Regions from separate parts of the Sus scrofa genome. Here regions 1 and 2 are each linked to region 3. The links are chromatin contacts, called in public Hi-C maps. All regions are on one chromosome and are shown on one strand. The core of a region is the stretch at or near the end of the contact, and the rest is flanking DNA. Distances in the headings are between cores, read along the strand shown. Region 1 overlaps CPQ (carboxypeptidase Q). Region 2 overlaps CPQ (carboxypeptidase Q). Region 3 has its middle 95 kb from the start of TSPYL5.

Region 1 (3,233 bases), core at 634-3,133, 190 kb after region 3:
TTTTATATTTTCTTTTCTATTTTTATGTCTTAAAAGATCTATATCATTAGTAGCATAAACATGGTACACAGGCATTTACATAAAGGGTATAAGATCATTGTAATAGTAATAAAATATCCCACCTTGTCCCTCTCTTTATTAATATAATTTTAGGTCCTAAAGAAAAATGGTTTATTACTGATGGATGTTTGACAACGTCATTAGAGTGCTTAAAACCTAAATGACATAAAAATGGATCTCAAAATCTTAACCATATTCTCAACTGTCTCAAATTCCAGCAGACAAATAATAAACATGTGTTAAATTGCATTCAAGTGAAAAAGTGAGAACGGTAATTAATTTTTTTTAATTATTGTGCTTTTTCAAGGAGACTAAATTTTATAGACATCTTTTAAACAAAGTAAAAACCAAGTAAAATGATGCTGGGTTAACAGGTTATCCACATTGAAAGTATGTCTCTTGATCTCTAGATAATGCAATATATAAATATCAAGTCACATAAATTGCAAATTTAAATAAAGATGTTAGAGGAAATCTTAGAACAGCTCTGTCACTGGCAATAGGCAAAGGTTTCTTAAACTGGGCACAAAAAGTGCAAGCTATAAAAGAAAAGAATAATAAATTGGACTTTTAAAATATTAGGAATACTTGTTCATCAAAAGACTCCACTGAGGAGTGAAAAGGCAACTCACAGAGGAGGAGAAAATATTTATAATATTTATATTCAGTGAAGGTCCCACAGCCAGATTATGTAAAGAACTCCTATGAAACAGTAATGAAAAGAGAGTCCAGTGATAGACAAATGGGCAAAAGACTTGAAAAGACAATTCACAAAAACAGATACACAAATCACTAGTAATCATACTAAAAGTTGCTCAGATTCATTACCATCAAGGAAATATAAATGAAACCCCATTCAGTGCATATCCATTGGAATAACGAAATGGAAAAAGACACAAAATATTGGTGAGGAGATGGAGCACCGAGAGTACTCAAACATTGAGTGTGAGTATAAATACTTACAATCACCCTGGAAATAGCTTAGCTGCTAAATCTGAACACATACACACCCCGGGACCCAGCAATTCTCCTCCCAGCTACACACCAACAGGAATGGATGTGTGCGGCTGCTTTCACCAGAAAGGATGTACCAGAACATTCAAGGACTATTCGTAATAGCATCAATCCCGCCCCTGCCCCGCCCCAAGAAAACTATTCAAATACCTGTCAGCAACAGAATAACAATGTATTGTACTGACCCCTGGAACATTACACAGCAGTGGGGATGAAGAAACATGATAAATGCATGAATCTCATGAACATAGCGAAGAATCAAAGCCAGACAGAAAATAATACATTATGTATAATTCCACTTACATAAAATATCAAAACAAGCAAAACAGGAGAATGGTCGACCATGGTAAGGAAGGGCATGATTTCTAGATAATGCAATATATAAATATCAAGTCACATAAATTACAAATTTAAATAAAGGAAGAGGGCACAGTCGAGAAGAGGGCGCTGGTCATGCTCTGCTTCTTGACCTGAGTACTGGTTATGCAGGTGCCCTTGGTTTGCAAAAGCTCATCTCATCACACACTTAGGATCTGTGCATGTTCTCTGAGAATATTACACTTCCATAAAAAGTTTTGTTTTTTTTTTAAAGTTAGATAGGTCGATGTCTACATAGGCAGTACGCAAACCAAAGCTGAGCAAGTCTTCTTGATGATTAACATGAGAATTCCCCATGACTTTGGGAAAGCAGGATTTGGGGTTAAAATATCAGGGTGCCCCCTCGCACTGCCTCCTTCCCTGAGCAGCTGCAGGATCTCGCACTGACTCTGTATGGACAAACAGACCCAGCCTACTATGACTTCACTGGAGTCACAAACAAGGACAATGCCCCAGACTAACAAATGGCCATGTAATGAACCCAAATGGATTGTTTCAAGGGGGGAAAAAAAAAGGATGAAGAAAAAACATGTTGCAATAGCAGGAAATTCTGATTCAGAAGTGGTGTAATCCCATTTGGGGATGACAAGCCAATTAGTCAACATTCTCACCACCCTCAGAACCATTTTCCCAATGAAGTTAAAGTTTCAGGGGATAAAAAGTGTGAACATCTACTTTAATCAATTTTTCCTTGAGATAACACAAGAGTAACTAAATTAAGGCAACTATTGTTTAACCTTCAGACTTCCTTCAGAATAAGTGAGGTTGTTTTACTATCATACTTTATGTTTTCTCAAATACCTCCATTCTCCAATCCAGGATTATTATTTAAACTAACAGTTAAATGATGGAGAAAATGGTTTTGAATGATAAGGAACTAAATGACACCCCGTAGGGTAAGGTTATTGGCATGGTGATATGGAAGAATGATCACAAACCATTTGAATTATGAGTTTGTTTGTGTTCCTTTTTTTTACAAAATATATTGGGGGTCACCAAGAGATAGTAGTAGTAATTCTATTATTAATTCATTTAAAAACTAGCCCATGAGAAAAAGTTTCTTCTAATTCAGTAGCATCTTTGATGAACTTGAATTTCCCTCATCATAAGAGCTTCGACCTTGAAAACAGTAGGGGCAGGAGGTCTCATTCAACATGATGTCCTGCTAGCAATGTCTTAATGCAGTCTCACCAAGGATGCCAGCGGAAAAGTCACTATGCCTTATGCCAGGGTCAGGCAGAAATGAGCATGAATTGTAACACATTTGGATCTGATTTAAGGAAACGAAACAAAAACAAGACAGGGTTCTGAGATATAGTAAATCCAGTTTTATGAAAAAGAATCACCTTATAAAAGATAGGAGAAGGCACTGGTTCTGTTGCCAGATGTGGGGCTCTTAGAGCAGTAACATGGCCTAGAACCAACAGAGAAGTGGGGCATTCACTCCTGTGCTGAGCCCTGAGGCAGACAGAGCACTGACCAATTCCCCGCTTCCCAATTTCCTTCCTACAACCACCTCCTCCAAATGCAGTGAAGAGTAAAAATTATTAAAACAGGAGTTCCTGTCATGGATCAGTGGTTAACAAATCTGACGAGCATCCGTGAGGATGCACGTTAGACCCTTGGCCTCCATCAGCGGGTTAAGGATCCGCAGTTGCTGTGAGCTGTGGTGTAGGTCATAGACACAGCTAGGATCTGGCATGGCTGTGGCTGTGGTGTAGACTGGCAGCTGTAGCTCTGACTGGACCCCTAGCCTGGGAACCTCCATATACCACAGGTGT
Region 2 (3,299 bases), core at 391-2,890, 160 kb after region 3:
TCAGCTGCAGGCTCTGAGCCACTACTGTGCCTATTCTCTCCCTATGCACTACACACGGTGCTCTGAGAAAAGTGCTCAACATTCATTATAACTTAGCAGGGCTTGGTTTAATGCATGGATGAGCAAATGCATGGACAAAAGAACAAGAGAAAGAAGAAAACTAATCAAGAATTAAGAAAATCCAGAAAGCAAAATGACTAGGACACAGTGATATAGAGATGACATAGACATTCTCAAGTCCCATTGCAAGAGACAAAAAACAGATGGTAACCTGTGTTTCTTTCTAAAGAATACACAGAATAAAGAACATCCTTTTTCCCCCCCAGGAGTTAAAAAATTCCTTAAATAAAAACTGATGACTATAAATAGCACTGTCACAAACCCAAGATGCTCTTGGGTTACTCCGAACCTCCCAGCCCCTCCTGCCAACACCAAACCACACTCAGTCCTAAGATCCTGCATCCATCCTCTATGACAAGGAAGAATCAGATGTGACATGGAGGAGATGAGGTGGAAAGTGTCTGGACCAAGCAGAGAGAATGCTGGAATTTGTCAGAGACTCCAAGAATCCATAGATGCAGGTGTCCACCTGGCCTGGTTCTCTGAGGCCTCAGAAGGTGCATCGTGGTTGCTAAGGACCAGAACAGAGTCTGTGCAGATGGAGGGCAAGTGCTCAGGGGCTAATCTTTGGGGCCCAAGCAGCAGGCCATGTGAGGTTGCCAGGGCACGGGGGCTAGGAGGCTTCTGGCTGGACAGTAAAGAGATGTTGTGCACAGGGTTGGATGGGGTCCAAAGCCAGGGCTGCTGCTCAGACCTGAGAGCCAACCAGGTCAGCAAAGTGACATAGTGAATCCATTACAAGGATGTAACGTACAGCCCAGAGCATAGAGTCAATATTTCATAATAACTTTGTATGGACCGTATTCGAGAAATCTATCATATTACCATGCTGCCCACCTGAAACAGAAACCAGACAGACTTCTGCAGTGTCATGCTGACCCTGATGTGGACAGAAGAACACTAACCAGAGAATAGAGACGTTTGCTAATGAGGTTATGTAAGGAAAGCTAGCATTTCCTGAGTGCCTACTATTCTGTGCTAAGGCAGTCTGCTAAGCACTTCAGGTGCTTTAGTTCCTTTCACTGTTCTCCACTGATCCTCACAGTAACATAAGGCTGCAGGTATTATTAGTTTCCTATTTTACAGATCAGGAAACTGAGGTTTAGGGAAGTGCATGAAGCAACTCGCTCATGGTCACATATATAACAATAGCAGAAGCAGAACTTGAATCCAGGCCCAGAGCCCACAGTTTAAGCCTGCTTGTGGGCCCCTCAGCGAGCCCACGGGGCCGGGGGGGCTGACTCACGTGGGGATTAAGGAAGCAGCACAGGCATCTGATGAAGATGATGACATGATATCATCAGACAAACACTGATAAGACCCCAAGAAGAATAATATGCTCTCAGCCAGTCACGAAACTGAAAAGTGAGGAAGCCAGTCCAGGAGAAGAGCCACGCTCTTGGCACTAGGACCATGCTGGCAGCAACTTGCAGGTACATTTGTACACATTTGTACAGGCTGACTGTCTAGAATGTCCAAGCATAAATCAACACAGTATTACAGAGTTGACCGGGCTATCGATCTCAGCTTCCCAGTTCTTCTTGGCCTGACTCACTATCATGTTGCTTAAAGCTATTTCTGGGTACTGGGGAATCCATGGCACAAAGCATCAAATTGTTCTGGGCAACTAACTTTGTCTTTAGAGTCTTCAGATGACAACTGGCAATAAAGAGGTTTTAAAAAAATATCCACATGCCAGGTCATCTCCTGAAGGCCTGGACCCCACAAGGACCTAAGGAGGGAGGATGGTTCATTACCCACCACCCAGCCACCCAGGCGTTCAAGGGCACTGTGTGATAACCATGCTGATTTATTCCATTTTTCAGCCTTGAACCTGGGGTACTTTGAGTCAGCTGCCTAATCTAAGCCAGAGTCTTACTGTTCCAGCATTTAACTCACAGCACCAAAGCAAATCTCTCTGTACCAAACAGACCACGGGCATTAGATGGTAAATAAACAAGACTCATTCCAGTGTTGCGCAGCCCACGTCTTTATACTATTAAAACTTGCTTCATCCCCCTGAGGTTCCCGAAGAAGAAAGACAGCCTGTTCTTTATTACAAGCAATAACAATTTCTCTTCCCATCTAGAAAACGCATGTCATTGCCCAGAATGAAGGTTCCCTCAAGAATTAGATCACCTTAGACTGAAAAGCATAACTGTGTTCTGGCTGCCTGAGAAATCTCAATCCACTTTGAAAACAGATACGCATTTGTCATTTTCGACATGGTTCTCTGCTTGGGCTTTTGAGCAAGTAAAGGATTTTTTTCTAAGCACAGCGAGGACTCCGATTTTGGTATGCTAATCATTATCTTCCATTACCAGGCTACAGACACTGTCAGTTTTGAAAACAGCCTCTCTATGGAAAATAAAATATGAGTCAGGAGGCAAGCAAGTTCTCGGTGGCATCCATGTGTCATTTTATTCTCGGCACCACCTGTGGCATTTCTGCAAGGGCGGGGGGGGGGACCCGCTTTCATCAGCTGCCAGTGGGAAGACACTAGCTCTGAAAAAATTTTTTGGCTGAAAAAATACTACACAGTTTTGGTCAAAACAGTCAGATGCCCAAAATTAAGCCACACAGAAAACTGTTGTGTAAAAGTCCAAATGAAGTAGAAAATTCTGTCTCTCCTTATCCGAGTCCCATCATTCCAGAACCAGCTGTTACAGACATCTGTATACTTGGGGTGCATCTGGTGTTCTACCAAAGAAACTCTTCAAACAAACTTTGTTGGCAGGGGAGGAAGAATCAGGATGGGGAGCAGGAATGTGCTTTTTAATGACCAAGGCTGAATACACTTTCCTCTGGTTTTCTTTTATGTTTCTTCATAAAGCATTTTTCATGCTTTCCTGCTACTTTGCAGTGGCGCTTTTTTTTTTTTTTCTAATAGACTTAGGTTGCCAAATGAAGAAAGCATCTCTGCCCCCATGTTCTCTTTTTAGTTGAAAGACAAGTTTCAACTATTCCACGCAGGGGAATGAGCCAGCAACCTGCCACTGAAGTCAGGTAACAAAAGGCTCCCTTCAGAGCCTGTCAGTTTCCAGGCCTGGCTGCTCTGCCAGCAGATAAGTCCGTTGCCTGCACACCTGGGTCTTCCTGGGCTGCCAGCATCGCACATCAGGGATCCAGCCACCATATTTACATTTTAATAAGTATTTTGTTCTTATTACTTTTTCTTG
Region 3 (3,529 bases), core at 234-2,733:
AAAACCCTGCCCTGCATTCAAGTCCCAAGAGCAGAGAGGAGGAGAGGGGGAGAGAGAGAGAAAGAATGAAAGGCACAATCTCTGCTCCTAGAAAGCTGCAACCCGACTGAGCTTGTGGATCCTGATGGCAAACCACCAACAAAGCCTGGAGTATGTCAGGCAGTTCTCTCGCAGCCAGGAGTGATAGAGCCCATGTCAGCATGGACTCTGGAGACAGGAACTTATTGTCCTTGTTATGGACAGGATCACAGCTGGATCCAGAGTGTCTGTGTCATCAGGATCTGGTCCCCTTCACTCAACCTCTTGGCTCCACTTTCCTCTTGTTAGCTTCAGTCTTGGGGGAAATCATCCCACATTTCTTGGGTTGATCCCAGAAAGGAAAGAACTTCTCCTTCCCAAGAAAAAGTCCCAAGACAAGTCCTAGAACTTGAATCCAGTCTCAAATGAATGGCTTGGGTCACATCAGTCAGGTTTCCTAAAACCAACCACTGTCACTAAAGGCATGTGCTATGGCGGTTCATTCATTTGTTCAGTGCATCCTGATTGAGCACCTGCTTTGTTCCTAAAACTTTTCTGGGAGCTGAAGACAAAGCGGTGAAAAAACAGACAAATAAATGAGTCTATTGATCAACAGATAATGTCAGACACAGACGCAAAGTCAGGGGTTCTGGGTCGGGGGTGGGTCTGTATTTCAGCAAGTTCTCCAGTGAGTCGGATGTCAGTGGTGTGGGGTCCCCGCTTCATGAGACGGTATCAACGCGGTATGAGAAATGCACTCCAGGGAACTAGTGAACGGTGTCCAGATGCAAGCCCCCCTTTCTGAGGTTGGGCAAATTCATAGATGTGATTGGAGCAGACAGCAGCACACCAGTGAAAATAGCTTCAGGGTGACCAGGGAAACAGAACCGTAATTATTTAAGGCATCATTTCTCACCCCGGAAAACCCCAGCATGACCCAAGCCACAACTCAGATATTTTCTGCAGATATAAAAATGAGGATTTGGGAGTTCCCTTCGTGGCTCAGTGGTTAACGAAACCAACTAGTATCCATGAGGACACCGGTTCAATCCCTGGCCTTGCTCAGTGGGTTAAGGATCTGGTGTTGCCGTGAGCTGTGGTGTAGGTCACAGGTGCAACTGGGATCCTGTGTTGCTGTGGCTGTGGTGTAGACCGAGGGCTAGAGCTCCGATTCAACCCCTAGACTGAGAGCCTCCATATGCCATGGGTGAAGCCCTAAGATAATAAAATAAAATAAAATAAAAATGAGGATTTGTTTGCTTAATCCCTTTCCAGCTTAAATATTTGTAAAGATTCAGTCTGTGTGGGAACTAGTCATTTTGTGTTCCAGATGTGGGGGTTACATAGTGACGATCCAGTATTATTGATTGTGGTTAATTATTATTTCATTAGCTGTCACTCCTCTTCCCTCACTCTTTCCTTCAGAACAGCCACTAACAGCCTTTCCTTCCCATCCCCCAGAAGACCCATCCTCGCCAAAGATGTGCCCATGTGTGGAGCTCAGAGGCTGGTTTCTGGGACACAAAGGGTGAGCGATGCTTTGAGATCTGGTTTCACAAGCCTCCCAGTCTGACCAGAAGTAAGAAAGCAGAGCTGAGACAGAGCAACGCCAGAGAGCAGTTCTCATGTAGAGCAGTCCCCAGGCTACTTCTGTGAGCTGCTCCTGCTCCTGTCTCTGCTTCTCCTGTTTGCTTCCCCCGGGGAAAACTCTTTATGCTGTGTGACTTCCTTTTCTTCTGAACTTTCTATCTTGCATTCCAGCCTTAGGTCACTGTCTTTCCTTCTCTGAAGGTCAGGAATTGGGGCATTGCCATGCCAGGTGTGTAGACATGCTCTGTGGATGTTTATCAAATGAATGAACTATTGCCGTAGTTGGGTGTGGAGGGGGGAAAATAATTCTCATGGAAGGCACACAAGGAAGGCGGGGCGCAGATCCCAGCTGAGGAAATAGACAAGTAGGCAAATCCTTTGTGGATGCTGAGGTATCCATCTAGGGAAGCACTGATATGATACCACTTCTGGATAATGAGGTAGAAGAGGCTTAGAGCCACTCTTTAGAACCCTCCTTCTGGGCCATTCATAGATCAGTCACTTAAATGGAAACGAGATGAATGATAGAGGCCAGAGTAGAAATGCCCCAGGGCTCATCCTCTGAGGCTCGGTATACCAGGAACGGAAGTTAGTCCAACAAAAGGGGTAGCTGGTGTTCCCATTGTGGCTCAGCAGAAGTGAATCTGACTAGCATCCGTAAGGATGCAGGTTCGATCCCTGGCCTCGCTCAGTGGGTTAAGGATCCAGCATTGCCATGAGCTGTAGTGAAGGTCGCAGACGCAGGTTGGATCTGGTGTGGCTGTGGCTGTGGTGTAGGCCAGCTGCTACATCTCCCATTGGACCCCTAGCCTGGGAACCTCCATATGCCATGGGTGTGGCCCTAAAAATACCTAAAGGGGGGCCGGTGATTGACCAAGGTTAGCCAGGACCTTTCAATGACAAATCATTGCAAGCCTCCATATGTCATGGGTGAGGCCCTAAGATTAAAATAAAATAAAATAAAATAAAATTTAAAAAAAAAATGAGGAGGCCAAGGGTGGCTTAGATTCACCTGGAGCCCAATTCTTAAAGTCTGTTGTGTTACATAATAAAAAAATGGTATCGCTTGGTTATTTGTGCATAAAGGATATGAGTTAAATTTTGACTTTATTAAACTTCTTCCTCCGTGGCAAATTGCTTGGTGGAGCATGACCAGCTCCGTTTGTACAGGAGACTATTTGGCGGTGAAAGAAGCTCCTGATGTGTCTCTGTAACTGAACAGCCACCTGAATGGTGGGTGACACGTGGTTCTTCTGGATCTGGCAATTTTCTCCTCTTTCAAGGGAGCTTCTTGAATAGAATTTGAATCCTCGCTTTATTTTATTTATTTTATTTTTGCTTTTTAGGGCCACACTTGCAGCATGTGGAAATTCCTAGGCTAGGGACTGAATCAGAGCTATAGCTGCCAGCTTACACCACAGCTACAGGATTCCAGTTGCGTCTGTGACCTACACCTCAGCTCATGGCAACACTGGATCCTTAACCCACTGAGTGAGGCCAGGGATCGAACCCACATCCTCATGGATATTAGTTGGGTTCCTAACCTACTAAGCCACAATGGGAACTCCCTGAATCCTAAAAGTGAAGTCAATCAGAAAGAGAAAGACAAATACCATGTGATCTCACTTATATCTGGAATCTAATATATGGCACAAATAAACCTTCCCACAGAAAAGAAAATCATGGACTTGGAGAACAGATGTGTGGTTGCCAAGGGGTCGGGGAGGGAGCAGGAGGGACTGGGAATTTGGGGTTAATAGATGCAAACTATTGCCTTTGGAGTGGATAAAGCAATGAGATCCTGTTGTATAGGACTGGGAAATATGTCTGGCCACTTGTGATGGAGCATGATAATGTGAGAAAAAAGAATGTATACCTATATGTGTGACTGGGTCACTTTGCTGTACAGTAGAAAATTGAC

What was found. A called contact is a pair of places that touch in the nucleus more often than the background predicts.
Region 1: a Hi-C map of liver shows a contact between it and region 3, with 5 times the contacts expected there. A contact is called at or near these places in 5 of 47 Hi-C or Micro-C datasets (embryonic fibroblasts, heart right ventricle and liver) and 1 of 2 datasets of targeted methods (alveolar macrophages).
Region 2: a Hi-C map of liver shows a contact between it and region 3, with 6 times the contacts expected there. A contact is called at or near these places in 1 of 47 Hi-C or Micro-C datasets (liver) and 1 of 2 datasets of targeted methods (alveolar macrophages).

What each region holds. Positions count from the first base shown.
Region 1 is chr4:39,643,123-39,646,355 of Sscrofa11.1, forward strand. All of the region lies in intron 3 of CPQ (carboxypeptidase Q), which reads right to left. Among named protein-coding and RNA genes, the nearest start is that of CPQ, 210 kb to the right of the region's middle.
Region 2 is chr4:39,611,466-39,614,764 of Sscrofa11.1, forward strand. The region is part of intron 5 of CPQ (carboxypeptidase Q); the gene reads right to left. Among named protein-coding and RNA genes, the nearest start is that of CPQ, 240 kb to the right of the region's middle.
Region 3 is chr4:39,455,873-39,459,401 of Sscrofa11.1, forward strand. No RefSeq gene overlaps it. Among named protein-coding and RNA genes, the nearest start is that of TSPYL5, 95 kb to the left of the region's middle.